Regions from separate parts of the Mus musculus genome. Here regions 2 and 3 are each linked to region 1. The links are chromatin contacts, called in public HiChIP or PLAC-seq and promoter capture Hi-C maps. All regions are on one chromosome and are shown on one strand. Each heading gives the region's core, a stretch centred on a gene start, on an enhancer-like site or on the middle of the called end of the contact. The rest is flanking DNA. Distances are from core to core; before and after follow the strand shown. Region 1 overlaps Npepps (aminopeptidase puromycin sensitive). Region 2 overlaps Arhgap23 (Rho GTPase activating protein 23). Region 3 overlaps Gpr179 (G protein-coupled receptor 179).

Evidence for each region. HiChIP or PLAC-seq counts read pairs in DNA pulled down with a chosen protein or histone mark. Capture Hi-C pulls out chosen DNA fragments and counts their contacts.
Region 2: a contact with region 1 is called in a FOXA1 HiChIP or PLAC-seq map of pancreatic cancer cells. The contact joins two enhancer-like sites. A contact is called at or near these places in 2 of 484 Hi-C or Micro-C datasets (the P5424 cell line and trophoblast stem cells) and 1 of 115 datasets of contacts at active chromatin or transcription factors (pancreatic cancer cells).
Region 3: a contact with region 1 is called in a promoter capture Hi-C map of adipose tissue. The contact joins two enhancer-like sites. A contact is called at or near these places in 1 of 39 promoter capture datasets (stem cell-derived epiblast-like cells), 2 of 15 datasets of contacts at CTCF or cohesin (the NIH/3T3 cell line and embryonic stem cells), 53 of 484 Hi-C or Micro-C datasets (the AML12 cell line, the AtT-20 cell line, B cells and 36 more), 11 of 115 datasets of contacts at active chromatin or transcription factors (the 230-238 cell line, the HPC-7 cell line, astrocytes and 6 more) and 4 of 9 other capture datasets (adipose tissue, embryonic stem cells, liver and 1 more).

The regions. Positions count from the first base shown.
Region 1 is chr11:97,205,920-97,208,743 of GRCm38.p6, reverse strand. Npepps (aminopeptidase puromycin sensitive) reads left to right here. Exons shown (of 23, transcript NM_008942.3): 23 at 1,476-2,824. The coding sequence ends at 1,628. Among named protein-coding and RNA genes, the nearest start is that of Kpnb1, 19 kb to the right of the region's middle. Within about 2 kb of position 1,448, at least 65 of the 459 cell types and tissues checked have an H3K27ac peak or open chromatin away from gene starts, as enhancers often do. A contact at or near this core is called in pancreatic cancer cells, where this site is marked.
Region 2 is chr11:97,455,993-97,458,816 of GRCm38.p6, reverse strand. Arhgap23 (Rho GTPase activating protein 23) reads right to left here. Exons shown (of 19, transcript NM_021493.2): 6 at 2,219-2,362. Among named protein-coding and RNA genes, the nearest start is that of Arhgap23, 7.2 kb to the right of the region's middle. Within about 2 kb of position 1,491, at least 14 of the 459 cell types and tissues checked have an H3K27ac peak or open chromatin away from gene starts, as enhancers often do. A contact at or near this core is called in pancreatic cancer cells, where this site is marked.
Region 3 is chr11:97,334,981-97,337,804 of GRCm38.p6, reverse strand. Gpr179 (G protein-coupled receptor 179) reads left to right here. Exons shown (of 12, transcript NM_001081220.2): 12 at 1-2,824. Among named protein-coding and RNA genes, the nearest start is that of Gpr179, 16 kb to the left of the region's middle. Within about 2 kb of position 1,339, at least 25 of the 459 cell types and tissues checked have an H3K27ac peak or open chromatin away from gene starts, as enhancers often do.

The DNA.
Region 1 (2,824 bases), core at 199-2,698:
GAGTCTAGGTTAGGACCAGAGAGATGGCTCAGCAAGGAAAAGTGCTTTTGCCAAACCTGATGACCTGAATTGGATCTCCAGGATCCATTTGGTGCAAGTAGAGAACCCAAGACTTGTCCAGCTGTCCTCCATATCTCCTTGGGACACTCTAAAGGCCACAAATATGTTAGAGGCTCTACAAATGCTCTGGGTTTAAGAGCCATTCTTACAAAGGACCTGAGTTCAGTCTCCTGAACCCATGTCAGCCTCCAACGCCAGGGCATCTGAAATGCTCCTGGACTCACAGGCACACACTTATACTTAAATAAAAATAAGCCTTCAGCCAGGCGGTGGTGGCGCACGCCTTTAATCCCAGCACTTGGGAGGCAGAGGCAGGCAGATTTCTGATTTGGAGGCCAGCCTGGTCTACAGGGTGAGTTCCAAGACAGCCAGAGCTACACAGAGAAACCCTGTCTTGGGGTGGGGGGCGGGGAATCTTCAAAGCCAGGAATTGGTGGTGCACACATTTAATCCCAGCACTCAGGAGACAGAGTTAGATGGATTTCTGAGTTCAAAGCCAGCCTGGTCTACAGAGTGAGTTCCAGGACAGCCTGTTTTCTCTTTACACAGAGAAAACCCTGTCTCGGGTGGTGGTGGGGTGAGTTAAATAGAATCTTCAAAATTCCCAACACCCACGTGGCAGCTCATAACTGTCTATAATTATCTCATGGGATCCAAATCATGTGCAGACATACATGCAAACAAAATACCCATATACAGACAAATCTTTAAAAAAAGAAACAAAAAACCAAAGCAAAACTAGGTTAGATTTTGAATGAAGTGAGGGAAAAGACAGTCAAATAGACTTGAGGAGAGTAGAGGGGCCTGAACATGCCATGCTCCAGAGGGTCCTGCCTTGCTCTTTTCTTTTTCTAAGGAAAGCCTTGGGTGCCACAAGTGGCATCTGAGAACTGGAAATGTAGCTGGTCTTAAAGTATAAAATAGCCCAGACTTTGGAGGCTATTTGAGAAACAGAATATAAAAATCTAAATTTTTAAATATATTTATTATATTTGGAGTAATGTTTTTGGTCTGCCTACTTAAGATATTTTATGGAGAAAAAAAGAACTGCACAGTCATTAAGTAAACCGGATGGCTTCAGTAGGGTTATGTCATAAACTGGGCTCTATTCATATCTGCAAGCACAGCTGTATGTAGCTTTTGCCCGGGCCATGAATTGGACACACTGGTAGATAATTAGCATTTTAAAAAGCAGGTTCAGCCTCTATCAGTTTTTGATTAGGTTTTCGATTGCTAAGGAAGGATTCTTACAGGTCTGCTGGAGGAGTTGCTCATTTAGCCTATGTTGGCAATGGTCAATTCTCATGATGGAGGCTGATGAGTCAGTTAGTCCACATGATGCTTTTAGCAGTCCCAGTGTTAACTTGTTACTGTTGCTAACGGTGATTCTGCATTCCGGATTGTTTTCACACCAGGCTTTCTTCGAGAGTCACCCAGCTCCTTCAGCTGAGCGCACCATCCAGCAGTGTTGTGAAAATATCCTGTTGAATGCTGCTTGGCTCAAGCGAGATGCTGACAGCATTCACCAGTACCTCCTTCAGCGGAAAACCTCCCCACCCTCGGTGTGAGGCCTCCTCCGCACCTGGGCCTCACTGCCTCTCTGCAGGGATGAGGTGGAGCTACCAAACAGCTGACTCACATGCCAAGAATCTGGAGTCTTACACCAGTGGGGGTTGGACAATGAATGTAGTAGGTCCCTGCTCACACTCCAGAATTAAATTCTATTGAAAAAGGAAAATCAGCAGTTCAGCAAAAAAATAAAATAAAATAAAATAAAAAATAAAATAAAAATGTAAATATGATAGTAATAAACTAGAGCATAACGAAACTGTGAAACTTCCTGAAGCCTGTCATGGTCAAAGTGTTGAACACTCTCCTGTTAGTGACGGATATTGTTTTATAGCCTACCAGAAGGAAAGAGGCTTTGGGGGAAGAGGGAAGAGGGTTTTGTGAAGTGGGTGTCTGCAGCCTGACAAGCCGGGTATGTCCATCACTGGGGATGCTGACCAAAAGGCTGATAGCTGGCTCACATAGTGGAGCCTGTGCAGAATTATAAGTGGGTTTTCTTTTTCCTTTTTGGCATGGGAACCGACCAGGAAGGTATCTTTTCCTGTATAACTCAATCTGAACCAAGGATTGTAGTTCCCTCCCTGCCTCCCTTCTGTGTGATCCCCAACCCCCCAAAAAGTAATGAAAAGCTTTAAAAAACAAAACAAAACAAAAAAAAAACACACCCTCCCTCCCTTCCCGGGTTCTTCTCCCTTTAGTTCTGCCCAGCCCTGACCTGTCCTTAGATAACAGAAACATCTTTGATGGCCACATTAAATAAGAGGAGCTGATATGCTTTTATTTCCTATGATAACCTTCAAGGAACCCTGACATGCATAAGAGGTGAAAGAGTAGAAATAAAGATTATCAGCTAGGCCTTCTGCTCAAAACTGTCCGGTTACCTGACAGGCCAAATGCTGCACCTCTTCCGATCAGTATCAGTGAGCCTGGCTCACCACTTGTGCATATGAGGGGCCAGTGGGGACTGCTGTGGGGCCCAGATGTCCGCTGCACCGCTGTGTCGCCAGTGTGCTCACTAACAAGCCCCGCCACCTAACCCAGTGTGTTTTTACTAAGTCTCAGCCCTTTCCCCCACCCCTTTTTCTTCTCTCTTCCTTTTATTTTTTTCTGAATCCTTTTATTTTGTGTTAACAGAAATTCATATTTGGTGTGGCTTAATGTATTTTGGAAGGTCATCAGATTGTGAGACTGCTTC
Region 2 (2,824 bases), core at 242-2,741, 250 kb before region 1:
CCCCAGAGGCCCTCAGCCAGCCTTTTCCCTAGAATCTCTTACAAACAGCTCCTGCTCCCATCCCAGGGCCTTGATCACGTAAACAACGGCAATGATACAGATTCCTTCCGGCACAGACATGCTACTATGCTACGTCACACATTTCTGCACTTTGCCCCGTATCGCAGAACAGAAAAGATCCCCCAGGTATCAAATTCCCATTTCACCTTCTACCACCTGCTCTGGGCTCTCCAGGCAACCTGGTTCCTGGCACACAACTCTCAGCCTCCCTCCAGCCCTTAGTGAAGGGCTCCCCCAGGATACTCCCTCCCATACACTTCCTCTCTACTACAGACTCCCAGGAGCTTTATCTCAGCCTCCTAGACAGACAAACCCTACCCTGCTAAGCCCCTAAACTCCCTGTGCTGCGACCATCAGTGCACCTGTCACTGAGGAACAATGAGCACTTTCTCTGTGGTCATCAACCCCAAGAGGACAGGACTGAGCAAGCTGACTCCCTCACCTCAGTCACCTCAGGAGCAGGGGCTCTGTGCTCCCTGGCCTACAGAACCTCTTGACTCATCCTATAGTTCAGGGAACGAAGTTTGCTCCTGAAGTCGTATGCACACAACACATGGCTGTGTAGAAATCCAAACTATGGCAATTTAAAGTTCATTCTTCCCAGGTCCCACCCTACAGGGCCTTCTGTAGGTTCCACAACCATGGATTTGACCAAACATGGACCAGAAGCACTCAGAAAACAAAACAAAACAACACCTGCATCTGTACCAAAGGGTACAGAGGTTTTTTTTCTCCCTCCAAATCCCATAATCAACCCACAGGAACAACTATTTACATAGCCTCCCATAGCATGAGGCAAGATACGTCATCCGGAGATGAGTTACAGTGCCTGGGAGGATGTGTAAGCATCACACAGACACCAAGCTGCTTCATATAAGGGGCTGCATGTCCAGGAATCTGGAGACTCCATAAATACTGTGAGGGATTCCTGTAATGGCAGGAAGATAGAAGAACAGCAGCCCCCAAGTGCCAAGCTCTGTGGGGACCCCAGTCTCACTTTTCCTCCACTCTTTCTGCAATGCTAAGAATAGAACCCAGGCCCTTCCTTAAGTCAGGTAAGAGTTTCTCAAACACTATTTTTTTTCTCGTGTGTGTGTGTGTGTGTGTGTGTGTGTGAGAGAGAGAGAGAGAGAGAGAGAGAGAGAGAGAGAGAGAGAGAGAGACTAGGGTTTGAAACCAGGCCCTCACACCAGCTAGACAAACGTTTACCAATAGTCTATATCCCCAGCCCTTGTTTTACATTTTATTGAGACAGAATTTTAGTAAGTTGCTAAGGCTGGCCTTGAACCCACTCTGTAGCCTAGACAGGTTATGAACTTCCCATCCTCCTGTCTCAGCCTCCCAAATAGCTTGGATTACAGACTAGACTCACCACACACAGTATGGTACACCCTTGTTCACACCATGTCTTTTAAATGCTAAGGAGCAGGTTTGGGAAAGTGTTAGTCAGCTCCCCTTATAAACACTGAGTCATGAGCACTAGGCTCTGAGTCCTCACAGCGACAAGCCAAGGCGTCAAGAATCAATCTCTAAGCCACCCTGCCTCCTTTTTCTCTATCTCCAGCCCAGGGCTCCACGTCTGGTGCTCAGTCTCACCCCCGAGAGGTTAGAGCCCCTCCCTTCTGAGTTCTATTTGCCCCTTCCTGCTCCTCTCCTCACCCACTCACAAAGGCTCTTGGCTGGATCTTGTGGTGGCTTCTAAATGGTCTTCTTTCTCCCTGGCTTTTCTCACTAAGTCACCACGGGAAGCCACATGAGCACTAAGTCTGTGGCCAGAGGACCTCGTAGGTCTGAAGAGGACTGGCGTCTGCTTCCTTCACCCTGCCCTTGCTCCTTTGCCCTGAGCCCCGTCACTCATTCATGGTCTTTCAAGAATGGCTTGGTCAGGATGCACACATAGCTTGCCCTGTAGTTCCACAGCAGGCTCGCCTCTCGGTTAACCTCCTTTTCATGGTTCAGTAAATCTCCCTCCCCCAGAAGCTCTTCCTGGCCTCTCACCTTGACTCCTCAGGCTCAAGCCTGAAGTGGGGTCTTTTTTGGTTTGGTTTGGTTTGGTTATTTTGAAGCCAGCAGTTTCAGAGCAGGTATAAGAGGACCTGGAAAGTTCTGCCAGAGCCAGCTTCCATCCAGCCCGTCCTCCTTCCTCAGCCCACCTTACCTTCCCCTTCTTGGTGAGGATCTGTTTATAATACAACCAGCCTTCTCTCCTGATATCACTGAAGGTTGCATCTGAGAGGTCAGAGGTTGAGTGTCGTTTAGAGGGGGCATCAGCATCTTCAGAGGTGCCCCAGCTATCTAGAGACTGTAGGGAGAAAACATTAGGCAGTTTAGGGTGGCTCCCATAATACCAGCATCTCAGGAGCCTCATGGACCACTGGCAGCCACAAGGGCCTGGCGAGTGTCTGGGCTGTACTCTGATGTGCTGTGTGACCTCATGGGCTTGCTTGTCCTCTCTGGACTGTTTGTGTTGAGGTCATGAGACCTCATGAAGAAGCAAGAAAGGAGGAAAGAGCTCGACCTGCCAGCAGGACGTGTGGCTCCCCATGCTGGAAGAGCCAATCTGGGCCTTCCTTCAGCTTTACAGCCTCCAAGCATTGAGGAAACGGGGAAGCAGTTGTGGCAATAAGGAGTTAGGTAAACAGTGGAAGTGGGAACATCAACAAAGACCAAGCAGCGACATGACAGGGAGTCAAGCCCACCAGGAGTTAGATAACAAGTGATGGTGTCAGCAGGAATCCAGCCTCAGAGCTGGCAAGCACAGGGA
Region 3 (2,824 bases), core at 90-2,589, 130 kb before region 1:
AGGAGGGCAGCCGAGAGCAAGAAGATAGGAACAAGAGAGTGGCCCCGGGTCCAGGGGAGCGGAAAGTTGAGAGAACTGGTAAAATAACGATGACCACACTGAGGCAAGTTTTTGGGGAGAAAAATGCTGAACAAGCGAAGGAATCCCCCGCGGGATACCAAGAGGTGCCCAACCCTGCCCTCCAGTCCCTGGGCAGTGCTGACCACAGGGTGGCAGAGGTGTGCCCCTGGGAAGTAACTGAACCCGAATCAGGAATGGACCCGCCAGAGAGTGTCAACAAGGCCAAAGTCTACTCCTGGGAGAGGACTGAGGGAGGAAGCCTTGAGAAGAAGCCATCAAGACAAGTCCTAAGTAGGTCCTGGGAAGAGAGAGAGAAAGTCCTAGCGGAGTCAGAGACCGAAGGTGTGGGTGCCATTCCTCGGAAGAAGCCGGAGAGGCTGGTCCGGAGCCAGGAGGCTGTGTGTCCCTGGGAGAGCCCGGACTCTGGAGGTCTGTCTCCTCAATTAGTGCATCAGGAGTCTGACAGAACTGGGGGCAGGTTTGTGGTAGTGAGCAAAGGAGACGCACACCCAGAGGCTCTTCCGTCCCATGCTGCCAAGGCAGAACTGTGCCTGTGGGAGATGAGTGATGTGGGGGAGGGGACATCTACTCAGAGGGTACAGGAACTCCCTGAAGAAAGGCAGAAATCCCCCAAGAAGGCAACCTTCTGGGGAGAACGGAATCTGGGCGGAGACCTGGTGTCTCTCTGTCCGTGGGAAAGTACTGATTTTCGGGGCCCTTCAGCCGTCTCACTTCAAGCCCCAGGAAGCTCAGGTAGTTTGGGCAGTGGTATTGCGGAGGTATGCCCATGGGAGGCGGAGAACATAGCTAATGACAAGAAAGCTGAGGTCTGTCCCTGGGAGCTGGGGGAGGAGCTAGCAGGTTCAGACGGGCTGAATCCGGGGGCAGATGGGAAGTCTCTCCCAGGAAAGGAGACTCCCTCCAGAAAGGGATGCTTAGCAGAGTCGGGGGAGCAAACCGTGAGGGCAAAACCCACAGTCCCTCAAGGACAGGAGTCAGTATGCCCTTGGGAGGATGAAGCCCCTGAGCGGTCCAGCCCACAGCCAGACAAAGCTTCCTCCAAGGCCGGTGAGAAACTCCTAAGCCATGGGGGTAGCCAGGTACTGCAAGTGTGTCCTTGGGAAGCAGTCAAGCCAGAGGAAAAGCAAGCAACACTTTCAACAGCAGAAATCTGTCCCTGGGAAGTAGATGGACAACCAGAGACCAGGACATCAGAACACCCATCAAAAGGAGAAGTTCACAAAGATGAGGAGAAAATGCCGGGGAGAGCAAGGATCAAAGCACAGGAAGAGGCTGAGGGGCGGATCCAAAAGCAGGAAGCAATCTGCCCCTGGGAGAGCATGGCCCCGGGTAGCACCCCACAAAGAGACACAGAGAAAGCCCAAGCCTCTCTCCAGAGGCAAGGCAGCGTGGCAGGCAGAGCTGCTGAGATCTGTCCCTGGGAAGTGGGGACTGAGGTTGGAGAGGAAAGGACTATTGGAGCTGAAGCCTCTGAGGCCCGTCCGAACGATGCAGGCCACGCGTCTACAGATTCTGGATCCAGGCAGGTAGCTGCCAGTGCTCCAAAAAAGTCAGAGAGGCTTGGTTCGGAGAAGGAGGTGGTCTGTCCCTGGGATAGCTTGAGTCCAGGGGACTCCTCTCAGCAGCCAGACACTCCGAACACTGAGAAACTAAAAGATGAACTCCAGGAACACGGGAGCTCCAGGCCCATAGAGGTGTGTCCCTGGGAAGCCGAGGAAGTTCCTACTGGTGAAAAAGCCAAGATCTGTCCCTGGGAATTGAATGAAGGGACGGTGGGAAAAGGACTGGAGCGAGAGCCGGGATGCGAGCCAGAACGGCAAAGGAGACAGAATCTAGAAGAGGCAGGACTCCCCTTCCAAGAAGAAGGCACGTCAAAGGGGGACACAAAACTCTGCCGGGAACAGGAAGGGGAAGCTATCTGTCCTTGGAAACCACCTGCCCAGGTCCCCAAGGTCTCAGACTTGCCCCTCAGCACTGTTGGTCAGGGAGTAGAAGGACAGTCCTTGGAAGCAAGTGACAGGGCATCAGAGAAGGGAGAGCTGAGACAAGACCTGAAGATGGGTTCTCTCCCAGAATACATAACCCAAGTGGTTCCTGTCGATGGGGGAGGAGCAAGCTCGGAACTTCAGCCTATAAGCCTGCAGGAAGGCATGGTACTGGCAGGCTCTTCCTCCCATCCACACATCCAGTGCCCTGACCAACCTAGAGTTAGCTCCCAGCCCTTGGTCAGCACCGGGGATGGGACTGCTGAGGTGTGCCCATGGGATGCTCCTGACTCGGACAGTGACACCAAGGTTGAGCCCTGTGCCCAGAAGGTGACTGGGAGAGTTACAGAGACAGAGATGTCAAGACAAGATGAAAAGGAGAAATCTCAAGAGGAGAAAGAGCGAGCCCCTGAAACACGAGATCACGAAGGTGTGGCCGTTCAGAAAATGCCACAGACCAGCAACTTTGGGAAGCAGGAAGCTGTGTGTCCCAGGGAGAGTCAGGACTTTGGGGTGCAAGCAGCTACAGATGCTTCTGATGGAAGCAAAGGCGGTTCTGAGAAAGTGTGTCCTTGGGAAGTAGAAGAGGTCCCTTCTATCAAGGAAGCTGAGATCTGCCCCTGGGAGGCAAGTCCAGGAGCTGTGGGGGAGGGGGCGCTGGACCTGGGGCAGGATGGAGAGTCACAGGGGGAGGGAAGGGCTGAAAGACATCTCTTGAAGGCAGCAGAGACAGTCTGCCCCTTAGAAGGCACAATGTC